Regions from separate parts of the Rattus norvegicus genome. Here region 1 is linked to region 2. A link is a contact called in public Hi-C data. All regions are on one chromosome and are shown on one strand. Each heading gives the region's core, a stretch centred on a gene start, on an enhancer-like site or on the middle of the called end of the contact. The rest is flanking DNA. Distances are from core to core; before and after follow the strand shown.

What was found. Hi-C and Micro-C count contacts between places; a contact is called where the count stands out from the background.
Region 1: a Hi-C map of liver shows a contact between it and region 2, with 3 times the contacts expected there. The contact joins the enhancer-like site here to the promoter of Rwdd3 in region 2. A contact is called at or near these places in 3 of 12 Hi-C or Micro-C datasets (kidney and liver).

The regions. Positions count from the first base shown.
Region 1 is chr2:212,020,346-212,023,582 of GRCr8, reverse strand. It overlaps a transcript of Tlcd4 not described here. Among named protein-coding and RNA genes, the nearest start is that of Tlcd4, 18 kb to the right of the region's middle. Within about 2 kb of position 1,947, at least 13 of the 93 cell types and tissues checked have an H3K27ac peak or open chromatin away from gene starts, as enhancers often do. A contact at or near this core is called in liver, where this site is marked.
Region 2 is chr2:211,932,066-211,934,979 of GRCr8, reverse strand. Rwdd3 (RWD domain containing 3) reads left to right here and starts at 1,388. Exons shown (of 5, transcript NM_001128152.1): 1 at 1,388-1,492. The coding sequence starts at 1,408.

The DNA.
Region 1 (3,237 bases), core at 698-3,197, 88 kb before region 2:
CCCCTCCCTTGGTGCTAAAGGAGGCCTGGCATGCCTGTGCCCTCTCAAAGCCCCATTTATTAGGGGACACCACGCAGTTTAAGTTCATAAACCCTTCAGACCTCAAATCTCCCTCCACCCTGCTCCCAAGTTAATGTGCTGTCTTACAGATTAAAGATTCAGTTGACCTTTTCTAGCAAGGGTTAGCTGAACAGTTTACACTGAGATGCAGAAAAGTTTTTTTTTTCCTACAGTTTTTCTTTTGAGGAAGATAGTGAACTAGTTAGAGTAGTGGCCATATATGTACAAGGGGGGCTGCCTGGAGGGCAGAGTTATGCGAGTTATGGCCTGCGCCATTGTCCTTGAGCAAGGTGGGGATCCCAGCAAGTGCAGACGGTTTCCTGGTTCTCTCCCTACTTCCCCTTGCCCTGTGAGGAGGAAAAAAAGAGCAGTATAGGAGGTGGACATCCCATCTGTCCTTGGGATGGCAAACAGACTTTGGGTGGTAAGGACAGCTATATTCACGGGATATGTAACTATCTGTTAGGAACACGTCCCATCAGGAAAATGAGGTACTTTCATAAAGGAGCCCAAAGCACTTTGTCAGTGTATTCTCTTAAGCGTGAAAGGCGGCTCACTGAGAAATGGAACCCTGATGCTCTGAGGCCTGTTTTCCTTCAAAGGCCTGCAGATCCCATACCAGGTGAAGCCAAGATAAAGCAGCGCTAGAAAAGAGGTTTCTTTGCTCAGATAACATGGTTGTATTTGGGAAGAGGTAATCCTGTGGATACAGGAGGAGCGTGTAAGGCGGTATAACAGCCCAGTGCTCTTGAAAGTAGTCCCTGAAGATGGCTGCACCCAGAGCTTAAACCACGTGGGAGAAAGGAGGGGTTGAACAGTGGGACCAATGCCCTAGACCTGATAGGAGCAGTGTTCCAAACATTACTGGGCCAGGACACCAGAAAGTGCATTTTTTTTACTTTGAGACCCAGAACACAAATAAGTGTATGAGTATCTAAAACAAGTTTTTATTCTTGTTCTGTTTCTAGTTGCAGTTTTTGGAAAACTCCTAACCTCTAGTCTGCCGTTTGTTTAATCAGTGGAAAACCAAGTAGGGTAGGGCGGGGTGGCCTAGAGATACTGGAAGGGGTGATTGAGGGCTATCAGGGTCTGTCTGTGGACGGAAGGGCGTGTGGGACCTGTCTAGTGTGTGAGGATATGAGACTCAGAGTCCAAAGGCAGCTGGATGGGGCAGGGGCAGACAGGGACTTCCTTCCCACTTGTTCTTTCACTGCAAAGCCAAGCAGTTGCTTTGGAAGGGTGAGGGGGACGAAGCGTGGAAAGGACTCTGCATTTGGATTTCAAAGCAGATTTCTTTGGAGCAAGAGCCTTTTCTTTGTAGTTTGTGAGGAAAACAAACGGGCCAGAACAAAATAGCTGATGGATTTAGGTCATGTCCACTTCTGTGGGCCGCCTAGGGGAGCAGGGGCTCAGATGTGGGAAGGATGAGTAGGAGGCTCACACTTCCTGGCTCCGAGAAGTTCTGAGCAAAGCTCAGGGGGTGCGTTGTTCCTAAGCCTCCCTTGCTGCTTGCACTGAGTAAGAAGTTGGCTGCTCGCCTCACCAGGAATTGGAACAGTATTCTCATTCTCGTCTATAACTCGGCTAGGCTATCAGGACTTCCTCAGAGGCCTATTTTATGGTCCATGATCCAATTCAAGCTTCTGCCTCAACCAGTGTCAGGCAGCTGATTCTGCTGCCGTGTGCCCTGGGGTTGGTCAAAGGCAGAAACTATTCTTCAGGCTTTTGATTTCCCTTTTCCCTAACGATTAACATCTGACTTCCACCACCTAACACTCCCACCACCAGGTAAAAGAAACCAACCGAAGAAAGTACACAGGTATCAGAGCCTGTTGCTTAGTTACTGCTAGATTTTGTCATTGACATCTGACCTAGTTGGATCCTCCTTTTGGATCCTCTGGATCCTGTTGTACCTTTCTGACTGCAGGTGAAATTTTTTAGGCGTTTAATGTCACCCTCCTCCCCTCCCCTTTTAAACCTGTCTGACCTTTGTCCAATGCTTTCGATCCAGGTTTCATTAATATCAACATCTCATATCCTCCAACTTAGGGTTTCTGCCCAGCTACTCCTGTGAGCCCAGTTTTGGATCACAGACTCTAGAGACAGCTATACGCTGATGAGTTTTCTACGTTGGCTCTAATTTAACTTTCAGTTTGGGGGCATAAGGAGGGAGTATATCTTGGTTAGGCTCATTTTATTTAATTCTCTCCAAGCGTACTTAGAAATCCATTGAAAGATGTTATTTTGGGGCTGAGGTTACACACAGTAGGGGAGACAGCTCTGTAAGGTTACGGGCTGAGCCCCCAGTACTACAAAGGAAAAGAAAAGCGTAACTTGGGATGCTTAGTGTGCTTATTTGATAGAATGGCGGCAAGAAGGAGTTTTCATTGAGGAATTTTTAGTTTTTTTTATTATTAAGTTTCAAAAGCCCCCTAACTTTCGTTTTAGCAACAGTTTTAAAAACCAGTCTTGCTTGATTAACATGCTTGCTCTAATACATGTGATTCTTAAGTGTACCAATATTTTTACATCACATTTTATAATTTATTTGCCTTTTTTCTTTTTTTCTTTTTTGTCTTTTTCTCCTCCCCACAATCACCCAGATTGGATTTCTCTGTGTAGCCTTGACTGTCCTGGAACTCACTCGGCAGAGCAGGAGAGTTCAGACATATACTTGCCTCTGGCCAGCTGTTAATGCATGCTATGTGTGTGCGGGTGCATGCCAGCAGTCCACATCCTGTTTTTACCGGTCACTCTCCACTTTGTTGGTTTGCTTGTTTTCAAGACAGGGTCTCACTATGTAGCTCTGGCTGTTCTAGAACTCACTATTGTAGACCAGGCTGGCCTGGAACTCATAGAGATCTGTCTGCTTCCAAAGGCTAGGATTAAAGGCTTGGCCTCTATCACACCTGCCTGGCTCTTTCCACCCTGGTTTTAAAGACAGCATCACCGCTGTAACTGGAGCTCAGTGTTTGGCTGAACTAGCTGGCTAGAGAGCCTCCGCCATCCTTCTATCTCTGTAGGTGGGAGCCGCCTCTCCAGGGGAGGCTGGAGATCCAAATGTACGCAGATCCTCATGACTGTATAGCAGGCTCTTTACCAACTGAGCCACCTCTCCAGGCCCACTTCTCATGTTTTTGAAAACCTGGATATTGCCAGAAAGATGGTTTGTAGAAA
Region 2 (2,914 bases), core at 139-2,638:
CAAATCTCTCTAACAGTTAATTACGAACCCACTGAACTTGATTGAACTGCTATTTTGGAAATAACTCAAAGGAATTATTTTTTTCTTTCTTCTAATACAAATTGGCCACATTATAGATAATTATGTGTTTAAATAAACCTTTATCTTTCTAATTATGTGCACAGCATGGTCCCTAATTGCTTGGGGTCACTGAAATCTCAGGGCATCCCTGGGAAAGCTTCTCTGGTCTATCTTGTCAGATTTCCTTTCTCTGCTTGGAAGCCAATTTCTCTTCCTTTTTCTAATTCCCCTTTAGCAACAGAAATGGTGATTGGGATCAGGGCCAGGTAAAATTATTCTGACTTGTAGAAGTCAGTGAAATGAGCTACTGTAGACCTACTTAAGTTCTTTGATGTACACAGAATGTTATTTCTGATACAAACTAGAGGTAGGGAACCTCCCCGAGTGAGTCAGGGCTTCTGGGAGCTGCAGAATTTAAAATTTTTATTTGTAAAACAAAAACAAAAAACAAGTTAAACACACCTAGAAAGAACTATTTACCACAAATTAATTTTGCTCACCAAAGTCGAGGTTGGAACACGATGCATTGACCGTTCTGTTATCCCATTGTTACTGCATGTGTTTTAAAGTTTAGGTCAAGATTCAATGATGGTGATTTCACCATTAAGCTTCAGGGGCCACAGTGGAAATAGACACATTATATTGTATGCATCGAATATCACCTGAACCAAACCGAACTAAATCGAACCAAACCGAACCGAACTGAACCGAATCGAACCGAACCAAACCAAACCAAACCAATTGTCAAAGCTAGTTTATGGTTTTGGACCCTATCCCACTAGTTAGGGAGTCTCCTCTCAATCTTCCCTCCTCTTTTCTGCACCTTTGACAGAAAAGAGGCCCGGGAATCTAGACCTTGTCTGTAAGCCTGGGGCTAGTGACCAGTTCAGTATCTTGGAGGTTATTATCAAAGTCTTTTCTGAAATATCCCGACTGCGAGGATCACTGACAGCAACATCTCGGGACCTAAGGTTCAAAAGACCAAGGGCTCGCCTTGTTTGGCTTTTCTTGTTTGTTTAGGTTTCTTTTACTCTCTCCATCTCTTCCCAGCCTAGTGTAGGTCAAGCACAGGGGTTCACGCTTGGGTGTTCTTGTAGGGTCTTTGGGGCTTTACAGGTCTCTCTCAGCTCTAGAAAACAACGGGGGCAAAAACTCTGGGAATGAAGGAACTTCGAATTGGAATTAGAGAGCAAAAGGGCCTGGGCGGAGCTTTCAGACATTCGCCACGCCCATAGACACGCCCACCCCAGCCTGCCGGGCTGTGAGGTTCGGGCGCCCCCCAGTGGCCGTGTGCGCGCTCTGCTCCGGGAGGCGGCGGAAGCGGCTTCGGATTCTGGTCACGCGGAAATGGCGGAGGAGATGAGGCAGGAACTCTCGGCGCTGGCCGCGATCTTCTGCGGGCCCCACGAGTGGGAGATGTTGAGCTGTTCAGGTGAATACCCTGCCTCTCACCCTGCGGCCACTGCGGGGACCCGGGAGACCCGGTGTCCTGTGGCCTTGCGTAGGAGTGGGAGGGGAGTTGTCGGGGTTGGGGGTGGCCTGCGCTGGCAGTGCCTTCCCTGAGCTCGCTCTCCTTCTCCCCTGTGCTCTCTGGCCACTAAACAGTGCGCACTGCCCTCCTCATGGAATCCAGCCCCTCCAAATAGTCAGTACCCCCATAAGCATTTGTGCATTACGTCCTTGACAACAGTACGCAGTATTTGGTTGTCAGCCACGGGGAAGGCAGTCAGGAAAAGGTTGTTGTAGGTTGGGTGAAGCTTTGAATTCTCCAGAGTTGATTGGCTTTGATTTTATTTTATTTTTCGTTTTGTTTTTCTTAAAAAAATTTTTTTATTTTTATCTTTTTAGGCTGCTGAAAAGTGGCAGCCAGTTCCAGACTCCTGCTAGATGTGTAATCATGCAGCGCGCATTCATGAATGCCTTCTCTTCTAACATAGGCATGACACCGAGCCCCTTCTCTGAGAGTTTATAATCTGTAAAGCAATTATTGTTGTTGTTGTTTTTATTTTAAAAAGCTGAAATTTCATTCTTGCCTTGGTTTCCCTCTTCCACTCACACACATTTAAGTTTTAAAGTTTTTTCTGAATGTGTTTGTGTGTTTTACCTGCCAGTATATACCTGTACGATGTGTGCCCACTGCACAAGGAGACCAGAAGAGGGCGTTCAGGGGATAGGAGTTACTGAGGTTTGGGAGCCGTGTGCCCTATAGGTGCTGAGAACTGAACCCAGGACCTCCAGAAGTACAGTCAATTCTCTTGACCACTAAGTGCCCCCGACTCCCCCCTTTTGGGAAAGTGTGCTGATGCAGATCATCCTCCCTTCTCCCCCGAGCTGTCATAAGTCATGTACATTCTGACGTCAATAGGAGCCATCACTCTACTGTTACTTTGTAACTGCTATTGAAATCGCCTCTCTGACCATACATTGGCTTACCTCTAAGAACAAAGTGTGAAAAGTGCTAGACCTAAGGAAGCTACATTAAGAGGGCTTTGGGTTTCCATATGGTAAGTCAGAGACTCTGGGAGTTCACCCTTTCTTTTTATCCCTTCTTGCACGCACCCATCTGCAGACCCTTGTGGTGCTCTGTGATATTTCAGGCAATGTGAACTTTCTAGAAAAATGGAGCTGCTCTCTTTTTAAGTGCCTAGACCTGTCTTATCTTTTTGAAACTTCCTTAAGATCCCCCTATGAAAGGATTTATTGTAGGGATTTGTCACCCTCTTCTGATTGGGTAGCATCCTAATTGGTTAGCATCTCCTCTGTCTCCACAAATCTCTTTATTGATAATTGTTTCTGCCTGAGGCAGATATTTAAAGGGATCACTTGTGTCTTTGAGTTCTTGTATCATGGCTTA